Regions from separate parts of the Arachis hypogaea genome. Here region 1 is linked to region 2. The links are chromatin contacts, called in public Hi-C maps. All regions are on one chromosome and are shown on one strand. The core of a region is the stretch at or near the end of the contact, and the rest is flanking DNA. Distances in the headings are between cores, read along the strand shown. Region 1 has its middle 50 kb from the start of LOC112696756. Region 2 holds the start of LOC112696755 (transcription factor E2FA).

Region 1 (6,617 bases), core at 1,343-3,842, 120 kb before region 2:
CTGCTAAACTCTCTGTCCAAAATTAACGAATCTTGCTTATGTGTAATATTAACTAATTACGTGTCAAAGAACTATTCCAAGAACATAATGTCCCTGTCATGTTAGCAACACATTGTTGTAAAGTAGGACAAGCAAACCCCTAAAAAATTTTTTAATGATACTTAAATTCCTAACCAATTAAAAACATATATAGACATATACATCTATAATGAACCATAAAGTAGGACAAGTAACCTTAAATTTCAACAAGACATTGTACCTATTGCTGCAATGGTTGCTGGACTCGGTCAGTGGCAGCCTTAGTTCCTTAGTTTTCCTTATCCTTCTTCTTTTCTACAAAACTTTGATATGAGTGTAGTGAAAGCTACCTCATCAAGTTTAATCTCCCTTCCCTTTCTAACCATTCTCTTCTTGATCTCTATTCAAGCGGTACCTGAAAATTCAAAGAGAGCTTGTTTAGGTGAAGAGTGATCGCACATCCGTTGGTCCGATAGGATGGCGAGGCTGAATCCAGAGAGCGTGGGAGTGGTACCTACAAAGGTATTCCAAGCCCAAGTCAGAGAACTAAAGAGGTAGCAGATAAGTGTATAGGATTGAATTATCATACCTGGGGGAGTGATGAGACTCCCCTTTTTAAGGGTAGCAGTGGGGTGGGTTTTTGCCCTACCCGACCTCGCCCCGTCGTCCTTTTACATAGGTATTATCCACCCAAATCACTATCCGCTGGTAGTAAACTGCAGTACCCTAACCCTCTCCTGCGGGTACCCGCCCTACCCCTACCTGCCCCTATAAAAATCAAATATCATTTACATTTTTATATATTCATATATAAATTAAGACAAAAATTTAAATTTTATAGATAAATTAAAATTCAAATTTAAAATTCATACAATGTCATTAGCTCAAACAATTTGAATTTAAAAAAAAAAGCTAGTGTTAAATCACTACAAATTTAACATAATAAAAAAATAATAATGTTAGATATAAAATAGCCTTCAATCCTTATTCTTGATTACTTTTTACATCTTCTTCATCATTAAAAGTTTAGAAGTAAAGATTTAAATCTGAAAATCAAAAGAGATAACAATTAATAAATTAATTGATACTATATAAAAAATTAACATAAATATAAAAATACTTAGTAGAACTAAACAAAATAAAAATACAAACAAACAAAAATACTTCAAGTAATATATGATGACAATAAATAATATATTAGTCTTCTTAACATAAATTGAAACAATATGGCATATATAACGACAAACAGCAAGAAGTAGTGTTAGCTAACACTATTTAATATTTGTATCATGTTTTGCAATCCTGAGCTATTCTTTTATTATTGTGTAAATAAACATGTAATGTATGTAGTATATATGTACAGGTAAATCAAAAGATACATTATTATTATTATTATTATTATTATTATTATTATTATTATTATTATAAAAGTGGGCCTTAAGAGCAACAATCAGCAACACAATTCTGAGCTATTTTGTTGACCTGACAATTAAAGAAAGAAAAAGAAAAAAAGAACACACAATCAGCAACGAAGGAGGCTAAGAGCCTAGGTGAGTTCTAGCCTGGGGCTGGCAGAATGAGTCTCCCATGAGACTGGTACCGTCTGACACGGTTTTTAGGTTATTTTGGTTTTTGTTTTATTTTTTTATTAAAAATAATATTTATACAAAGATCCTAAACAATTTTTTTTATATAAAGTATCCCTTTTTTGTTTTTTTATAAACATTAGTGGACCGAATGGACCTCATAAAAACTAGCCCAATATGTTTTTACTGAATAAATAATAGAGTCATAGTTTGTCCAAAAAAATAATAGAGTCATAGTAAATTTATTATTTTAAGTAAATGAAAACATCAATCCAAAAAGAAATTCCATTTTCAAAAAATATTAAAATTTCAGAAAATTGAAAGTGCTACCCAGCTATTACATGTTCAAAATAGTTTCAGCACATAAATATAATCACACTCCTACAACAATTTTACTGAAAACAAATCCAACTATTACATTGTTACCGACTAATCTTCTACAATAAATTTTTTTGATTTAAATTTTTTTAATTTTATTTTTTCAAATAATAATTTTATAAATATTAATAACTTAATTATATTAGCATTTAACTATTTTATCAGTTGTTGTACTTTTATTCAATTTTTAATACAATTCGTAATCATTGGATTTTAATTATGTGAAATAAGAATTTGTAATTATATTTTTAATAGTAATTAAAAGTACTCAAAACTATATTACCTGCTATTAGCATTAGTATTATTATTGCTGTTATTCAACACTGTAGCTTGGCACTTTCTCTTCAGGAGAAGAAGAAGGGACATCAAAAAAGACCACCAAAATAATGGTCTGCATTAAGGGGGGTTATAAAATTCCAAGGCCTGCATTAAAAAAAAGAAAAAAAACAAACAAATAGTTTAGTACATAAAACCCAAAAACTGGTATATACAAATATTTTGAAATTGGCATCTCAACTTTTATTATTTATACAATACACCATATGTTGGGGGAGAATAATAATTTCTATACAACACCGGAATTGTCTTTATTCGGTTACAAAGTCATAGAGTAATACACATACCTTTACACATGTAGCACCCTGACAGTGAACAACAATCCACTCCGTACCAGTCTCATGGAGAGGCTCATTCTGCCGGCCCCAAACTAGAACTCACCTAAGAGCCTAATGCAGTAATATCTTTTTTCAACTCTGTCTAAAGCTGCTTCCACGGACCCAACCATTCAATATATATACACATGTGTACTAGTCGCAACATGTTTTGTCATCTTGTCAACCACATTGTTAGCTGATTCAAGAATAGGAACAACGTGCACATTACAATTGTAATGCAATAATTCTTAATATTCTTCTTAGACATTAACATTAAGACATCTAAGCAATCGGTCTAGCAAATAACGTCTTTCAACCTAATTTCTCAAGCCAAAACTATCCCTTTCTAAATAGCAAAGAGTCTACTACTTCTTAACATTGCATATATGACTATGAAATTTTAATATAAAATTAGGAAATCCAGTTATATATCCAGACACATGTTAAAAACAATATAAGAATGAATGTTGCAAACTCCTCCAAACATGACTGAGATAAATAGAACAACCTGACCCATCAATATCAAATAGTGGAAAATTAACTCAGTTACAAAGTTCTAGTTACAAATCCAGTGTTCTAGTTCTAATTTAGTTGCAGATTCACAATAGGAGAGAGAGGGGGAGAAAAAATAAACTTACAGATCCAATGATTCACAGGACGTAGGGACGGCGACGCACATCGACAGCGACAATGGCAGACTCACGGCGAAGGACGGAAGAGGATGGTGAAGCTCTACTCTCAAATGGAAGACGGCTGTGGAGCTCTTCTCTCAAACGAAAGACGGCAACGAAGCTCTGCTCTCGGACGGAGGATGGCGGCGAAACTCTGCAATCGGACAAAGGACGGCGCTGAAGATCTGCTCTTGGACGGAGGACGGAAGCGAAGCCCTTTTCTCAGACAGAGAATGACAAGAAAAAGCTCGATGCTCTATTGCTCTCAGAGTCTCAGCCTCAGCCTCTCACACTTTCACTCGGTCACTTGTCACTGCTCTCATCCCTCACTCACTGGTCATGGTCACTGGACATTGGAGAAGAAAATTAGGGTTTTAATTTTGAATCTGAAGAGTCAAGAGTGAAAGTGAATTTTAATAATTTTAAATATTTATATTATATATTTTATTTTATATTATAATATATACTCTGGGGTGGGTTTACCTTAGATCCGACCCCACCACGCCCCGTTAATGCACCCGCCCCGACAAAACCCCCCGCCCAGCACCCGGGGCAGGTCGGATACCCACAGGTTCGGGTACTCCTGCCACCAATACCCCTTTTATAGGCTTTGTTCAGTTATCATATCTTTGTGGGACAGGTTCCACTTCATAAAATTTTAGAAGGTGGTTAGGAGGTAAAGATGGTCTCGCCCATTAGGATGGCGGGGATATTTTTGGGTTGGTTGTATTGGACCCGTTAGAAATCCAAATGCCAAGTCTGGAACAGTTGTCCTCGAAGCGTGATGGTAAGCATGCTTAGACTTCAAGCTAATTTAGTTCCGTTCTCCGTGGTTTGGAATATCATGAATCTCACGTGGGAAAGCAAAATATTACTTTGTGTTTTAAATACTTTTCAGCCTATTAGTGGGACATTTTAATATTTTAGTTTTGTTAATTTTAGATATCTATTTCGTTGGTGATAAATTTCAATTTTGTGGTTTATCTTTTACTTAATTTAGGGGATTTTATCAACTTTTCTCACATTTATTCAATGAAATAGCATGGTTTTGTAACTCTCCCTAAATTTGTGTTTAAGTGTAAAAATATGCTTTTTATGCCCTTAAATTGGAAATTTTAATTCATCTTTGATTCCACTAGATGCCTTGATGTGTTTGTTGAGTGATTTCAGGTTCATAAGGCAAGTATTAGATGAAAACAAGGTTTGACGCCGATTTTTAGAGGATGCGCGCGCGCCATGCACGCTGCCACGTGGATTGTAAACCCCGCTAAATTAGCAAATAATTAGTCAATAAATTAATTTTAATAAATGAAAATTAGAAATACGAATTTAATAGTAAAATAGTATAGAGCTAATTAAAACGAAAATTTTGACACCAATTTTAAAGGATTTAGCACAAGATTGGACCGAATGGGTCGAACCGGTCGAACCGGACCAAAACCGGGCCCGTGGGCCCAACTGAAATTACCAAATTAATGAAATCAGCTCCTCCTCCTTCCCATTTCACATGCAAACGCTGAGGTTCAGCAAGAAAGAGGGGAGAGAACACCTCCATGAACATAAGCCCTTGATTTCATTCAAACTCATGTAACTTTTTATCCGGAGTTTCGATCGCCGCACCGTTTGTGGCCATGCGACCGCAGTGACGAGCTCTACAAAGTCCAGTACCTTTCAAGGTGAGAAAATCAAAATTCCAGCTTCTATTCTCTCTTTTTCAATTTGGGAATAGTAAGGTTTTTAGGTATTAAGATTTTGGTTAAATTGATGATTATAAGATCAAATTGAGTTGAAGAATGAGTGGGCTTTGGATTGATTGAGGCACATACAAGGTAAGGATGACCTAAACCCTAGCCAAATCTTGAATTTATTATGTGAAATCTGAAATTAAAGTGTACATGTGTGTTAGGTGCGAATTAAGTAGATATATGCATTGGAGTTGAATTTTGGCCATTTGGAAGCTTGGCGGTGATTGAAGCTAAGTTTTCGGCTGGTTTCTCTAAGCTTGAGGGGCTGTGTGGTGATTTGGGGGCTGCCTTGGACTAAATATAGTAATCGACCAAGATATGATTTAGGTTTCGCGTGTTTAATATGTCAGGTTTTGTGAAAACTTAGGCTAGAGCACTATAGGATAAGTTGAAACGATTAATTGTGTTAAATTATTAGTCTTTATGATATTGATGGACAAGTTGATGTGTGCATGTGTTAGGTAATTGATAATGTGGGTTGAATGCAAATATATATATGTATGTTAATATAATGATGATGGATGAAGGATTGATGATTATGGCAATTTAATGATATGGTTGAGATTGAGTGGTGTTTATGTGAAATTGTTGGTATAGTTATTTGATTAATGTTGTGGTGATGAGTTAATAAGATTGTTGTTGTTGTTGAAATTCTGTTGATTGGTTGGTTTATTATTGTTAAAAGAAGTGCATAATTTTAATGATTTAAAATGAGTTTGCATGATATAAATCATGGTGATTTCTGATAGGTACATGGAACTGAGGTTTCAGGGTAGGGTTGTGATATAATTTAAGTAGATAAGGTGATGAATAAGAAGAATGGTGGATTAGTATAAGTTGGAAACCTAGAGGACTAAATTTGATTAGTGAAATTGAGAAGTCTTGCTGCAGAAATTCCTAATCTGTTTGGACAGAAACTTAAAATGAAAACTGGGAATAATCTGGACATGATTTTCAAACTAATATACTTTTCTAACAAATTTCCATAAGTCAAGATTATTCCAGAAAAATTTCAGAAAATTTGGCCAAGTGGTTTGGAAGATATGATTTTTTGAAGTTTAGTGGTTGCTGCAGATTTTTCTGATTTTTTGGTTCTGCAGTACCAACTTCTAGACGCTATAACTTTGGATTTAGATGGAATTTTGAGTTTCTTCCAAAAGGTATTTAAAGATTTATCAGTATATTTTAAGTGAGAACAAGTTTCAGGTCCATATCTATTTTTTAGACTTGGATAAGTCACTTGGAAGATGGGTTGTTTGCTGGAAATTCTGAACTGATTCATAAAAAAAGGGCACCTCTTCCAATTGATAATTAGTTACTCAAATGAAGTGATATGAACCTAAAATTTGTGGATTTATAAACTTGGGAATGTTGACTGTAATCCCACCAAAATTTAGAGACAACGGATTAGAATTAGAATTATTGTGGAATTTATAAAAATACTGTTGTCTGTTTTTCTGGAATTTTGTAAAAGCAGTAGCAGAATTCTAAATTTTGTAAAAAAAATTCAATTCTAATCCAAGTTTAGGAAAACCTAACTTAAATTGAAGATTAGGATCTCTAGAG
Region 2 (6,079 bases), core at 3,534-6,033:
AAGTAGCCTCAAACATTTACAAGGATATAATTAACTATAATGAAGCCGTTTCCCCCCAATTTGCAATGGCTGCCGTCTAACCATACCTTTGAATCAAGCACTATTAATTAAGCAAATCCATGATCACCTATGCGGGATGCTGGCTACTGCTGATGGTGCTTCAGCAAACCCAGATGATGGAGTCTGTGGCCTCGAGATGAGTACAAAGTCAGAATTAAGCATGTCCACACCATCCCAATCTACACTAGCTGTTTTATTGGAGTTAAGGAATTAAATTTACTATGCTACTTCGATGAAAGGCAGAGGAAGACAAACAAAAGAAAAGACATGAAAAGTTTGAAAAGATGGATACAATCTGTTTTCCACATGTCTGTTATGCTAGCTTCAACATCTGATAGAAGCCAGTAATCTGCATCGGTCTGCAACCAATGATATGATGTTAGTGTCACTTTTCTGCTTATCTAAACATTAGATGCAGTTAAAAGACTCCGAAAAGTTGTATACTCTTAAGATTATTGATCACTGCAACAGGAAATATTTAATGTAGGTTTGTTTAGAGGGGGATTCTCACATAAGATGAGTTAGGGTAATAAGAAAAGAGTGAGACTGCGAGTTTTAAGTTCAGGGTTAGATCTGTATTTGACAGCAAGTCTTAACACGAACACTTCCACAAGTCAAAACTGTTACAAAATATTATGATTTTCCCTTCCCTGGGAGTATTGGTAGTTAGTACTCAGCATGGTACTGGTTAGATCTATAATTATGTCAGTTACTACCTTGAGGATTGAGTACAAATGGGACTGAAATGTCATTAGAAATACATGCAACTGTTGCACACTAGACATAAGTTTTTATAATGCATGATTAAAAAACTTGTATACTTACATCAGCGGCTGAAGGAACAATTTTCATCATGCCACCAGCAAATTCTTGTACAGTGTTCAGATCAGAGCAGGTATTAGATGAGAGTTGAGCTGGAGGTTCAGGGGCTTTATCATTGCATTCAACAGGAAGCAGTTCTGCTGCTTGATGTTCGTTGGACCCTGAACTTGAAGCAAGTGGAAAGCTCATCTCTTCGAATTTCTCCTCAAATTGACTGCAAAACAGATCAGAAATTCCAATGACTAAATGTCGGAAAATGCATTATCAATTAAATTAAACAGAAAACTGATTAATTATCAGAATATTCCGTATCAGATGGGAAATATGAACCATCTTGTAATTTCTAAAAGAGCAGCATAAGGGAAAAAGAGGATCAAGATTAAATAATACTGTCCAAGGAAATAATACCTGATAAGGAAGACATCAATGGGACCCATTGTGCTTCTAAGAATGACCCTATATCTCCTCTGTGGGTAGTCAACAGCCTAATGGATATAAAAGCAACGATTCTCCGTCATGCAATAGAAACACCAATTAAAATAATCATGAACCTTACATCAATATATGTCCTAAACTTACTTCCTCAGGTTCAGGGACTTCCAATGTGGTTCCATGTGGAGCTTTAATTGCTATGAGAGTTTCATTCTGCTTGCAGATATGCAGAGGAGTTGTAACAAAAAATTGTTTTAATAATACACAGAATGAAATGGAGAATACAGCCTGATCATAGTAACAAATTAACACTAAATAAGGTAGTTATTTAATGCATGGAAAACATACCTGGAATTCAGGTAAGGACTTGATATCATCTTCAGTCACGAAAAGCATCCTATAATTATTGAAAATTAGTAAAAATCTAGGATAAGTGACAAAGATTGTCTTTAACCTTATGCAGAAAGCTTACTTCTTATTGTTTTCATCTTCACTTAAAATCCTCAGCCTTTCTTGCATTTCCCTGCCAACGGTTAAGAAAACAGTTTAGGAACAGTTTTATAATAGAACCTTCGATTTATCCAAAAGCAAAAAAGAACAATAACCATATAACCTTATTTGATCATCTAATCGGTGCTCCTCCAAGGAAAGTTTCTCAACATCTTCCTGCAAGACAAAGCCACAAGACTTGGAATAACTTAAATATTCTCTAACACGCTATTATATCATTCCAATCATATTCAATAATTCCACACTATAATCATGGCAAATGTAGCGTTTGACATATATAAGTTTGAGTCATGTAATTTTGAATCCTGTGTTGGTGTCTATTATAGATGGAAACAATGATCCTTGTCAAAAAGGTCATGCAATGATTGTTCAACTACAATTGTTCCATGTGTGTACCATAAAGGAAAACTACACCCACGTCACATACCTTCAGCATAGAGACATCATCATCTATCCCACCAGATGTAGAACAATCAATCCCCCTACATTAGTTATTCCACAAAAATTGAAATAAGAATTGTGATCTAATCATTTATAGTCAATAAAGGTAAAGACAAGAGAAGTTACATATAATATATACAAAATTCAAAATGTAGCACATATATTACTTCCAATGTATTCTGTTCTTGATCTTCTTCTCTATAAGACCAATTCCTTCCAGCACGTTAGTTATGTCATATATCCTTCTCTTTTGCACCTATAGAAAGAAAAACAAAATAAAAGGGAAAATTTTAAATTCACTTATGATAGATGTTAGAATATATGTCAGGTATTTCGTCATAACTTTTAAACAAACACCTCCAAAGTTTCTGCTGCTTTATTTAGGTCAAGATTGCCACCCTCTGCATGCTTGAGCAAATTGACAAATTTTTTTGTCAAGAGACCTGTGAAGTTGTGGTACAATCTTGTAATTACTCTCTTATGCAAAGAATTCCAGTAGCTATATCAGGCAATAAAGAGAGATGTAAAGAGCTTGTTGATTATGATTGCTTTGAAAATTACCTAAGGAACTGTCGTAGCGGCAGCTGCTAGGAGTAAGAGATGGGGATCCTGCATGCCAACAGAAACTATGTAATTAAACTCGATGTATAATGAACAAAAGTACTACGAGGAAGAAGCTTATCAGAATTTGGACATAAGTTTGCACCCAAGCACTGGAAACTTCACAAATGGAATGAAGAACTTGGCAACAATATAACATGAAAACAACTAAACAACGGAAGCTTTCTCACCAGCCTCTAAGATGGGTGTTTGTGGAACGGATCTACCTTCCTTAGAAGCCCTTGACTTATTATATGTTCTCCCTCCTTTTGTAGATCCAGGGGTTTGGAGAGGACTATTAACTGTATTAGCATATCCAGGACTATTACTTTGCTCCTGTGTCTCTCTGAGACGGTCATTCACTCCTCCACTCTTGCGCTTCATGTACTAGTAAAACCGGCAGGTTCCAGAAATGATATGAGAGCAATGCAGAGAAGGAACAATCAATGATATACACAAAGTCACATGCAGTCATGACAACGAAAAATAATTTAACAATCAAACAAGGGCAACAAACCTATAGTTCTGTACTTTATGAAGTACAAATAACACCATAATAACACTAGCAACACATCATATCCACAGAAAATAAAGGGGAAACTAGTCAAATATATGCAAGAGCAATTCATCATCGAATACTAAACCATAAAGAAAAAGTCCATGAGCACTGTCAAGTGCCAAGCAATTATCAGAAAAAAAAAAATGAAGAATGTCACAAAAAACTCGAAAGAACTGCACAAGCAAAACCTTATCAGTTAAATAGAGCAAACTTTTATGGTTGTAAAAATACGAATGCACAATCCCTTGGTCTGCCTCTGCCCAAGAAAAGACCTAGTAGTAACCTATTACCTCGAAAAGGTAATAGAAAATGAAGATGCTAAATTCATTCTCTATCAACAAACTTCCTCCTCCCCACAAAACTACTGCACAGAATGAACTATGCTATGGTACAAAGACCAACGTTGACTTCAAGGAAATAGAGAATGCGACAACTGCGACTGGCACTGAGACCCTAACATTGACTACTTCGAGTTCGGGTCCCCAGATTAAGAAATAATTTCGACTATTTTCCGTACAAAAATGAAAAAGTGAGATTCCACTCAGGTGAGAACAAATCAAAACCATATGCACGTTAACCACTCCGATTCAACTAAAAATAGAGGGGAAATTAAGCAATCACAGATAAATTAAAATAATAATTAAAAAAATCAGAAACCCCAATTATCAAACAAACCAAAACTGAATTGCAGACCCCCAAAGCAAAAGAGATTGAAGAATACGCACTGGAGAACGAACAACGACGGCTTCCTGTTCTTGATCGGAGGCTTTCCGACAGTGGGGACCGGAGAAGCTGCGGTAGTCGTCCAGCGGAGCAAACGGCGGCTTGGTCGAAGCGAAGGCGAGGTGACGCTTCGGCGGCGGCCGGTTCGGGATGCCGGAAGCTTCCGTCGGCGGCGACTCATGGAGTTTAGAAGCTCCGGCGGCGGCGGACATGGTGCTGAAACGGAGATGATCGCAACTCCGGCAACCACAAATTAAGTTCAGAATTGTGCAGCGAAATCGAAAGGGTTAGAACTTTGATGAATCAGGTGAAAGATCACCAAGGATTAGGGTTTTGAGAGTGGGGGAATGGGGGTTGCAGGGTTTTTACAGAGAGAAAAGAGATGGGAGGTTTTAGAGAGAGAAAGTGAAGAAAATGTGCGTTTGGAGAAAACGAGGGAAGGAGGGAATTTTGTTTCGGATAGATGTGGAGGGAACCCCAAGCCCAACTCTCCGTTCGCAAATAAAAGAACTTGTTAATTATGATTTTGCCATTTTATTATGGCGTTATTGCACCGCCACCCACAGCTCCTTTTCCATTTTTTATGCTTCCTTCCTCTCATTTTTTCAATAATCAAAACCTTAACCAATCGTGTCACGTTTACGTTCTCAAGTTGTTCCATATTGATGATAATAATTGTCCCTACTCGAGTATACAATAATGATCCTCCTGGTATTTTTTTTTTATCTTTTTTGTAATTTGATGTAATATCAAAATCAAAACACTCAGCAAGCTTTATCGTATTTGGTGCGCTATATTATTTTGAATCATGAATCATGAATCATGAATCATGAATTTGTATTACAGAGAAACAGTTCTAAAGAAAAAGTGTTTCAACCGCCAAATTATTATGCAATTGACACGGACACTGTTAGCATAGATAAACAGAGCAAGGTAAGGGGCATTTTAAAAATGTACTGGCATTCATGAACAAAAAATAAGCTATGGACTCGTTACTCCCACATTATCGTTAATTATTTTAAAAATATTTATAAAAAAATTTTGTTTTTTTATTTTTAGAAAAATTCATAATTAGACATGTATCTTTCTGTTTATGTTTTTTACACATTTCTCTTTTTCTTTTTTAATCACAATTTTAAAGAGGAGACATTTATCTCTACTAAGGTTCTTGTCTCTTTTTATCACCGTTGTTTGTTCTCTGTTTCTTTCCCTCCGTGGTCGCTCGTTCTCTGATCCTCACCGTGAGCTGTTGTTGGTTCTCTACTTCTCACCGTGCGCCGTCGTTGCTACTCTGCTGTTCCCCGTGTCTCGTCGTATCTGGCCGTCGCTGATGGGTGGTCTCGCCATGTCTCTCTTCTGTCTCTACTTGAAGTCAAAGTAACATTTCTTTTTCTTTTTGGATTCGCTGTCTCCGGCTCTTTGCCTTAGTTCGGTAACTCAATTCAGACATATCTCTCAATTTAGTTTCTTTCTTTTCAAAGTTTGATTTCAATTTAGAATGGAAATAATATGAAAAAGTCTGCTAATATTTTTTTTAACATGTGTGGAATTATAGCATTGGTTAGTTTTAGCAATTTTAGCACTTCAGAAAGTTATGTTTTTCTTTCTTTCAGATAGCATTGGTTAGTTTTAGCAATTTTGATTAGTTATGTTTTTTGTCAGTGAAAGATAAAAAATTTGCAAAACCGTTTACAGTTGTTGTTGAGAAGCATTGCTATGTCATTATTACGCTGGACTAGGGTTCAAGTTCAGAAGATATTATATAGATTCTTAGAAGTTATTGTATGTCAATTCGATCTATTATGTTCGTATTATATTTTATTATTGTGAAGCGATTACTTGGCTTGCGAGTGTGTTGTTCTTGATTCTTGAATCTGACATTGTCCTACCATATTAGTGTATGTGTATCATTATGTCCAAAACACAATTCTT

Evidence for each region. Hi-C and Micro-C count contacts between places; a contact is called where the count stands out from the background.
Region 1: a Hi-C map of leaf shows a contact between it and region 2, with 2.8 times the contacts expected there. The contact joins the enhancer-like site here to the promoter of LOC112696755 in region 2. A contact is called at or near these places in 2 of 8 Hi-C or Micro-C datasets (both in leaf).

Annotation. Positions count from the first base shown.
Region 1 is chr6:79,426,681-79,433,297 of arahy.Tifrunner.gnm2.J5K5, reverse strand. No RefSeq gene overlaps it. Among protein-coding and RNA genes, the nearest start is that of LOC112696756, 50 kb to the right of the region's middle. Within about 2 kb of position 2,592, at least 3 of the 3 cell types and tissues checked have open chromatin away from gene starts, as enhancers often do.
Region 2 is chr6:79,311,593-79,317,671 of arahy.Tifrunner.gnm2.J5K5, reverse strand. LOC112696755 (transcription factor E2FA) reads right to left here and starts at 4,783. Exons shown (of 14, transcript XM_025749610.3): 1 at 4,150-4,783; 2 at 3,057-3,252; 3 at 2,827-2,874; 4 at 2,623-2,708; 5 at 2,433-2,521; 6 at 2,252-2,306; 7 at 1,928-1,980; 8 at 1,787-1,837; 9 at 1,663-1,711; 10 at 1,462-1,527; 11 at 1,291-1,367; 12 at 886-1,096; 13 at 353-419; 14 at 1-248. The coding sequence starts at 4,359. The coding sequence ends at 124.